2 separate regions of the Rattus norvegicus genome follow, and region 2 is linked to region 1. Evidence: chromatin contacts called from public Hi-C data. All regions are on one chromosome and are shown on one strand. The core of a region is the stretch at or near the end of the contact, and the rest is flanking DNA. Distances in the headings are between cores, read along the strand shown.

Evidence for each region. A called contact is a pair of places that touch in the nucleus more often than the background predicts.
Region 2: a Hi-C map of hepatocytes shows a contact between it and region 1, with 1.7 times the contacts expected there. The contact joins the promoter of Meis1 here to the promoter of Etaa1 in region 1. A contact is called at or near these places in 3 of 12 Hi-C or Micro-C datasets (Schwann cells, hepatocytes and mammary epithelial cells) and 1 of 1 datasets of contacts at active chromatin or transcription factors (oligodendrocytes).

Annotation. Positions count from the first base shown.
Region 1 is chr14:96,512,942-96,517,685 of GRCr8, forward strand. Etaa1 (ETAA1 activator of ATR kinase) reads right to left here and starts at 2,676. Exons shown (of 6, transcript NM_001109094.2): 1 at 2,374-2,676; 2 at 1,395-1,520; 3 at 1,058-1,134. The coding sequence starts at 2,596.
Region 2 is chr14:97,492,282-97,497,025 of GRCr8, forward strand. It overlaps Meis1 (Meis homeobox 1), which reads right to left and starts at 2,802. Exons shown (of 13, transcript NM_001134702.1): 1 at 2,735-2,802; 2 at 670-896. The coding sequence starts at 2,746.

The DNA of each region.
Region 1 (4,744 bases), core at 1,426-3,925:
CAATAGGGAAATTTTTCACTCCGGCCAGTGAAGAAGCACTGTAGAAACATGTACAGGAAAGCCTTTATGCATGGCTTTAAGTGATGTACACTAAAGCCCTTGTGTCTGGCTTTGAGTGAAATGTTGCCACAAAGACTTGGCCATGTTTGGGAAATCGGTAGAGGCTGGGATATTCTGAGTCTGTTGAAATCTTTGAGAAATCTCTCTCTAAAGAATCTGCCCATGAAAGCTTACTTGCAGCTGCACCAACCTCGGTCCCAAGACACTCCTCACAAACCTGGGGCTCCGCTTCTGATGATGGCTGGCTGTGGTCAAAAGGGACAGAGATTTGTCTGCTCTCATGGGCAGCAAGGGCAAGATAATTTTGGTAGCTGGAACCTTTCCCAGCCCCAATTAACCTTGTATAATGTTTGAATAAAGTACCTGGGGTGAGGTGAGCTAGCTGATGTCAGTCTTTTCCAAGAAGGCTAAACCCCTCTGCTACTTCGGAAAATGAAGACTTAGCATCTTGGTAAGCTTCTCTCTCTACTGTGCCACCTACAACTGACACTCATCAACAAAGCACTAACAATAAAAACTTCAGTACACCATAGCAACTAACTACTACATTATTTAAGAAGTAAATAACCTAGAGATAACCTAAATAGACAGAAGGGAGTGAAGGCATAGTTTAGTGGTAGGGCACTTGCCCAGTAAAAGTGAGTCCCTGAGTTTGAGTTTTAGCATTAGCAAATGAATGAATGAAAGAAGAGAGACAGTATATATGAAAGGACTTGCACAGGTCACCATGCAAAACCACACCACTTTATGTAAAGAACTTCAGAATCTGTAGATCTGGATATCCAATGGAGTCATGAAACCATGCCCTATGGATTCTGACAGATGACTATACTGAACATTTTATAGTTCATTCGTTGTTTCAGAAGACAGGCACTCAGAAAAGCCAAACATAACCTTGTTTGCTCTAAACATGCTATTTTATATATGAAAGAACCACACAAGCAAAGATCATACAATTTTTTGCTGTTTTATAAACCACGAGCCTTGCCATACTTACCTGAGGAGCAATACGATTAACAATATGTGAAATCTCATCACTGTATGCACTGGAAATCCGCTTTGTTCTTCTTTTACCTAAAGAAGCAGGCATTTTTATCAATTTTAGACCAGGAATTTTAAAACCAGTTGTCATCTTTAAGGAAACAATTGTAGTCAGTACAACTTAAACAACTCCACATTAACATCGTGGCATATTTAGACAGAAAAAAATCACACGAGATTCTTAAAAACAAAACAAAACCAAGAACAATGAATAATGATGCCAATGGATTAAAATTTTACCAACACTAATCCTTCATCAAGCACTGACCCACATAAAAATAATAACAGATTACCTAACTGTTTTGTCATTGGAGAATTTTGATCCCAGAAGATATCAGTCTGTCCATCTGGATCATTTGGAGAACTGAAGGTACAGGACAATAAATTCACTTTCAGAACTTGTGTTGGTGTCTCCTTTTCTGCATAAGATGACAATCGTTGCATTTACTTCATAAGAGTTAAAGTCAAATAACAGCTTAGACAAATTAATTTTTATGTCCAATATAAAATTTGTCTCTTAAAGACAAGTACTTTAACCACAATGGAAATGTTTCAATAAAAATAATGTCTCAATACTTCTTAAGTTTGGCACTGTAGTTAGGAAGTGTTTTTTGAAAATTCCATAGGCTCAGGAATGATACCACCTGGTCACTGAATTACTAACACCAGGCTCTAGGGACCTCCAAGTTGGCAGCAGATGTGTTGCAAATGCATCCAAACAGAATCCCACACTAAACTCTCACAAGCTAAACTCTACCCACATTTTCTACTCACTCCACTCTAAAACCATTAGTGACTTGTTTCTAGGGAAGCTCTGTCTAGAATCACTTAAACTTTTACAATGTTATTATTCTTTCCCCTGCTTTGGTTTATCATGGCAGAAACAGGCAAGTTAATAGACGTTGTATTTTAAGAACACACTCTAGGATAGAGGTTATGAGTCTGGTCCTTACTGGGATAGAAATCTTTTAACTCCAAAAGTTTACAGAAAGGAATGCACCATCCATCGGTTTACTAGGCTAACCGGATGTTACACTTAGCAAGTTCCGGGAGCACACTGTTCCTGAGGTGGCCCTTTTTGCAAAACAAAACAGCGAGGGAAACAGAAAAAAGGCTTAGGCGCCCAATTTCCTGGACGTAGTACAGGGCACAGACCCCGCCCACAACCAAAGAGTCAGCCAGAAAAGGCCCCATGGAGGGGCCTTGGTGCTGCAGCTCTAAGCCTCCGGCCCGGTCCACACCGCCGAGCTCCGCTCCCCGCCCTCTTCTCACCCCCCGGGCTCCGCCCGCCGTCAGCCGCTGCCCGCCGTTGCGACCGCAGCGCAGACCGCGTTCCCGCCCGGCTGGGCTGGGAGCTGCGGGCCGCCCTGGACGCCCGGGGCCACAGTTCCGCTGCCGAGCAGCAGTTCTCGGCACCCGCCCTGCGCGTCCGCACAGGGCTGTCCGCATGCTTCCTTCGCCGACTCATTCCCGTGGCACCGTCCTTCAGCCGCATTCACATCTTGCTACGGAGGAGCGGGACAACCGCTCCGCTAAGAGGCCGCGCGCCACCGATCACCGCCATCTTTGCAAGTCCGGCGCGCAAAACACACTGCTTCTGATTGGCTGCCTCCGTCTAGGGGCGGGGTGACTAAGCCTGATATCGATTGGCTGTGTCAGTTTGAGAGGCGGGGTTACGGAGGCTGCCTGCGGGACAAATGGCTGAGGCAGCTTCAGCAGGGGAAACTTGAGCGTTCAGAGGTGGATCTTCAACCTCCCCCAACTTAGGAGGAATTGCAGGACTCTTTTCTGGACATGTGACTGGGACTTAGTATGTGAGACAGTAAAGAAATCAAATAGGATGACAGATTCTTATTGAATTTACAATTTAAATCGATTATGTCTAAAATTCAAATGATGGTGTGTTATTCGGTAATAATGAGAAAATAGATATATAAATAGTATAGGAGAGAATAATCTCAACAGTTTATAGATGTTATGTGTATAGAAAAATCCAAAATGTAGGAAGACTTACTAATTTAATGAACTAACATTCGCTGGAAACTGTACATGCAAAGCCGAGCTGTCATATTAGAATAAGACAGCATTTGTTTTGAATTAAGTAATAATTACCATGGCCAGGGAGCATTGATTCAGGTTGGCCTAAAAACATGTTTCAATATAAAAGCAATTGCACAGACCTTAACAGTCACAGAACAAAAGACAAGGCCTTTGCCAGGTTCTTAGTTAGGGACAAGTGTTAGGTGGGTTACAGCAAAGCAGAAATGAATTCTTCCATAGTCTTTAAGTAAGGATCGTTCGTGATATCCTTCCTGTTTGGTTGATGAAAGTTAGTGGACTGGTAACAATGTATTCTAAAGGTTTTACCTGATAGTCTACAGGATGCTATTCCTGGCAGCTGGGCCGGTAGTGGCTAAGTTGGGGCACTGAAAAAAAGCCATAAAGATTATTTGGTTTTATACCCTCAGCTTCCTTATCATGAATTGTGTCTGTCTTTTTGTTTTGCAGACAATGTCTTGTTTGTGCCCTGCCTCTTTATTTAATGCAGTGTAGCCGTAAACTCCTGGTCTTCCCGCCTCATGGTAGTCAGTACTTGGACCTCAGGTGTAGGCCCTAAACAGTCAGTTGGGCCTTGTAGGATCATCAACATAGATGTGCCTTCTTCCATTCCCAGTATAAAGTGAAACTCAAAGGTCCATTGTGCCTTACCAAATTCTCAGTTATAAGGGAATATAACTTGCAATAAGTAGTAAAATTAAAGAGTGCTGACTTCACAGAGAGAACTATAAAACACCTTTGAAGTAAATTGAAGACCAAAATAAAAAGGATTATGCTGTGTTTGTGTGCTGTGTCACTCACTACATTTACAGGGTCAGTTCTTCCCAAATCTGTCTATAGTCAGTGCTGATGATGTCTCAGAACAGGAGCACATGCACATGCAATGGAGGATACCTTTATTCTAAGACATACGTGGAAATGAAAAGGGAAAAAATAGACAAGAAATTCTTGATCTCTGAAGGCATAATGAAACTGAATTATCAGTCAAATGTCAGGAGAGTGGTTAAGAGTTAAGACAGTGTTCTAGTGGTGGTGAAGGGACAGACAAATAAATGAATGGAACAGAATAAAAACACTTCCACTGACTTCCATGTAAGCAGAGGCTTTGTATAATACATGTAAAGTCATCTAAATAATGAGAAAGGACTATGGTGTTGTTGTAAAAATATAAAAAATAAAAAGGGCTGTCTTTTATCCCCACTAGGTCTACACTGCAGTGCCCCAAGATGTCTGCTGGATACCTTAATTCTCAGTCACCAAAGCGTCTCACCCGCTCTGCTCCATCCCATATCACACTGCCAAAGGCTTCTCTCTGAGCCTGGCAGCAATCTCTCTACCTATCTAGTTCCCAAGGCAGGTTTCCATGCCAGAAACACACATCCCAACTCTGTGGCGGTCCAGACCAGCCGCCACACACTTTCTTACACTTAAGTTGCTACATGAAAAAACACACAACACAATAACCTTTGGCCCAATTGATAAGGTATAATTGCCCACCTAAACATACAAAGCCCAATACACATCCATCCCTTAAAAACATTCGTAACACCCTGTAAAGGTACAGTGTGGAATCTTAACATCACCT
Region 2 (4,744 bases), core at 1,552-4,051, 980 kb after region 1:
CCTGGCCAGAGAGTCTCAGGAAGAGCATCCCACAAACATTTCTTGTTAAATCCTGCAGGTTTCGCCTTTGAACACACAGTGACAAAACATCCAGAAGTTTCTAAATGTCTGTGTCAATTCAGAGCGGCCCCTCTCCTTGACTTCAGTTGAACAAACTTCTTAAAGCAAGACTTGTTCCCCTTGTCTGACCTGCAGCTGTCCCTCTGACTTTATTGTGCACCGGCAGAACCGGCATACGGTGGCTGAGTAAACTCGCAAGTCAGAACAATCAATGGCTTAAAAGATTTTCCCTAAACTAAAAGTTTCGTTCCAACACAAAGGCGCCTACCCTTAGAAACCCCCCAACGCTCTCGAGCTAAGTCTAGCGGGCAAGGTCTCAGATTTGCTGACTGAGAGGGGATGCGGAATCTTTAGACTGCCACTCCAGCACTGGGACTCCTTTGCGGCCAACGTGGCGGCCAAGCCGGGCGCTGAGCCTGCACCAAGTGCAGTTGGAAATCGGGAGGAGGCTCCCCCGCTCCACCCCAACCCAGTTTCCACTCAATGTGAATGAAAAGTCACCAGCTATGAACTTCTAATCTAGAGTGCTTTGACTTTCCGGTTGCAAGGGCTTGGGAAATGGGGGAAGCATCGCGCCTCGACTCCTTAACTCCTTTCCACTATACCTACCCATAAATGGCATCTTTATCTCTCTTTAAAGCGTCATTGACTGAGGAGCCCATGCTGGGGGCCATGGCGTTGGTATGAGCTGTGTGCGGGTACTGATGAGAGTGCAGAGGAGGCCCGTGGTTCAGGTGGTGGACCGGCTGCATAGACCTGGCTGCATGCGGGTCCCCATACATCGTGGAGGGGATGCCTACTCCATCCATGCCCCCATAATGGGGTAGATCGTCGTACTGCATGACAAACAGGAGAGAAAAAAGAGTCAGAGCCAGGCGAGTAAATGGGAACGGTAGGGCAATGAGCTTAGATCAGTCCAGCTGGATCCCTCAACCTGAACTCCGTGGCCTTACATCTCTGAAGTTGAGCTTTCTGTTGTAAAAAATAATTTTAACAGTAAGAACTCCAGAATTCTCAGCGAGACTCATCCGAGATGAAGGTGCCTGTCCTAACTTGTGTCCATGTAGACCAATTCAGAAATCCAAAATCTTTTGGCAAGGAAGGGAGGAAGGAAGAAGGAAAGGCAGAGAGGCATTCTCCCGGAGGCGGAAGGTAAAACATGCATGTTTCTGGAGGAGGAAACCGAAAATCACAACAATAAAACGTGCTGGGACAGTGTAGCTGACCTGCCTAGCTTCACAGAGCCCCTTTTACTTCAGAAGGGGGGTTAAAAAATTACGATGGGAATAGTTGTGCCAAGCAGTGAATTCTGAAAGGCTTCTTATTTTATTTCTCAACCAGCATGGGATTGGCAGTCCTGTAAGACACTGAGTTTGCCTTGGTTCCCCAAACTCTGCTAAATTATACAAAACGACCCCCCCCCCATATATGTTATACTGAAGTGTGCATAAGGCAGCTTGTTGCCTTTTACAGCTGAACATACAACTGGGCAACATTATTTCCAAACTTAAATAAAAGCTATAAAGGAAGCAACTAATGTTGTTTTATATTTTTTTTTTACCCTCACAAACTTTCTCCCTAGAGTAAGAGTCCAGGAAGCAATAGTTACATGTTAGTTTTTTTTTTTAAACAGACTCAAAAGCAAAACACACATGAAAATCTGGGGGATGGGGCTGCTTTCAAATTGATTGCCTTGACTGTCTGTGATAAATTCAGCTATTTCAATTTTTCTGTTTTATTCCAGGCAAGTTTCTTTTCTAAGATTTGGAAATGGGGAGAAGGAAATGATTTCCAAAGAACTGCCACTTTCATCCTCTGAAAGACAGAGGTGTGAAGAGTTTGGGAGAATCCTGACATTTGCCTGAACTGAGAGAAGAAAGAAAAAAATGTGTCCTCCAGTAACTTTCTTTCCCAAAAGGGGCTTTGAGGGCCAAGACACAAATTATGCAAGGCAGCCTTTTTGTAGACCCTTTTCTTTTAAGAAGCCACCTCAGCCGGCCCGTCATTGTCTCAGTTTACTTTCAAGGCATTTCCATTCAAATAGGAATATTGGGGAAATTAGGATTGCATTTTTAAACTGAGTAGCTCTGTGTTTAGTATCTAAGTGGTAAAGAACTTAGCTAAGAAAAAAAATCTGCAAACTTATTATCTTGCATAAAAACCCATGCAAATTAAAATTACTTTTAAAAGAGGAATGTTTTTCCAACCAAAACTCCACTACACCAGGACATTCCTTATCTAAAAATGCTACCTACTTCTAATGATATTAAAGATGTGCATAATCGATAATAACGCTAAAGTTCCCAGCTGCTCATTTTAATTAAACGTAGCTTTAAACTTTTGGTCCCTAAATGCTTAAATTACAGCACTGGATATGTAGCATTTCCCCCTCCTCTTTCTTTCCTTTTAAAACAGGTGATTCCTCGGGCTTGTATTTTTATTTATATAGCTGTTGGCTAGGAATCTATAGACTACTTGATCACTTGAATTAATAACCCACGAGTAACATGCATAAGGCTACAAATGCATTAAGTAAACCTGTCGATTTAGGCCGCGGCTTTAGGAACCTCATTCAAAAAGAGAGAAAGGAAAGAGGAAACTTAGCAACAGTGTCTTTCAGCCACGTTTCAATTTAATCTCACATTTGAGTTCCACAATTGTTTTTAATACGTACCCTTTGCGCCATCGGCCTCTCTGCCTCCCTTCCTTCTTCAACTTCTAATATATCCTCTTTAAGGCCAGTGTGAAAAGAAACAAATATGCAAACTCCCTCGGAAAAAAAAATAAAGCACAACAGTAACAAAAAAATCCCTTTGCGTCTCCAGCAGTGTGAATTACTGGTCCCAGATCTTCGGTCTACCGGACCTGAAGCAAGGCGCCCGCGTCGCTGAGCATAAAAGCGCTCTGGTTCCACCAAGACAGCAGTGGGAGGGAAAAAAAAGCAGATCTTCTCTTCCCCCCCAAAAAAATCAGTTAAAAAAAAAGAAAGAAAAGAAAAGAAAAAGAAAAAAAAGAGCGCCCCTCAGAACCAACTACCAAATCTCATGGCTTTCTGCCACTCCAGCTGTCAATCACAGGCGAGGTTGTCAACGTGGTGAATGAATGATCATCCGTTCTGTCTTCTTCTGGTCAGAACACCTCAAATGTTAATATTCAAATGCACAAAGCCCTAGCGCCCGCTTTCCTTGAATCAGTCCTAATTCCCAATCAGTTTCTCTCTTCTCTCGCTCTCTTTCTCTTTCTCTCTCCCTCTTTGCAACTGCTGCACTGAAGGGAGATTAGAGAGGAGGGTTAAAAAAATGTCTGTCTGAGTTTGTCTTAAAGGAGCCACGATCGATGCTGCCCGCTTGCAGTCGCCGTGCGTGTGTAAAGTGTGTGTTGCACAGGCGGAGAGGTGGATTCCGACCAGAATGCTAGAACCCGGAAGTAGTGGTGGCCATAACAGGTCGCGTCTTACACAATGCATTGGGCTGCAGCAAGTAGGCTCCTCGGCAGGGGTGGGTGCGCGAAGCGAGCTCTGGCCGCACTGGAGAGGCAGAAAGGCGCTCCATGAATTCGCACGCCCAGGCACTAACACCACACACCCAAGGCACATGCACACAAATGCAGGCTGCAGCTCCCGACCCGCCGACTTTAGGTCCCCTTCCAGCCTCTCTTCCCAAAGCGGACTCTTGAAATAAATCGGGAATAAACGTAGGGCAGGCAGATGCCGGAGTTAATTCGCTCAGTGCTCCGCTCATGAAAGACTTCAAGACTTTCCTCGAAATTATTGGGGTCTGCCAGTATTTTTCGGGGTGGGGGGTTGATGCCAAAAGTACTGGATTCTCTGCTAGACTCCCGGAGAAGAAAAGTCAAAGCCAGAGCAAGAAGAGGAGCTGGTGCTGGATTGGAAAAGGTTCAGCTCAGGAGTCCCGAGAACGTGGGGTAGCGGTCGCCCGGGCGTTCTGCAAACCCAGCTTAGAGGTTTTCTTTCCTTTTTTCTTTTGGTTTTGGGTTTTTTCTTTTTTTCTACCCCCACCCCGGCCCCCGCTGTCAGAAGTGGTCGTAGGGCTGGAGTTATGGAAATGCTTGCATTTTGCCACTTTGGGTCCCGACGCCCCCGCCTCCTCACCCTGGTAGCCCTCAGCCCTAGCCGCGGCGCGAAGTGAGGGAGGAAGGGAGGGAACAATGAGCCGAGCGCCGGGAATGTGCCCCCAGCGCTTGTTTACAAACACCGAGCTATTTATGACCGCCGGAGAGCGAAACTCAGCGCCCGCACCTAGCTGCCAGACCTCGCGGGCCGCCGGGACCTGGGAGCCCCCGGACCCGAGGCTCTTTCTCGGTCGCGCAGTCCGCAAGGTTAGCCGTGCGCCCGAGGGCACGGCGCGGCGAGGCTGCAGAGCTCGGCTGCGCTGCGGCCGGCGCTGCCTTTGTCTGGGCGACGCCGAGGGGCTCCAGCCTCGGCCTTCCTGGGGCCTGGAGACGCTGCGCCCCCCAGCTCCTTCAGCGGCGACGCCCGGCGCCGGCCTCCCAGACCTCCATCCCTCCGTTTGTCTATCTCCGAACCCGGCCCCGGGAAAACTCCCAGTTCCAGAGGAAAAGAAATCCACTTCGGAAGCTGAGATTTCAGACAAAAGCTGACCCTGCCCACAACTTGAAGTCTCCAACCAGCCAGTGGTTTTTAACTTTCTCTCTTGAAATACCA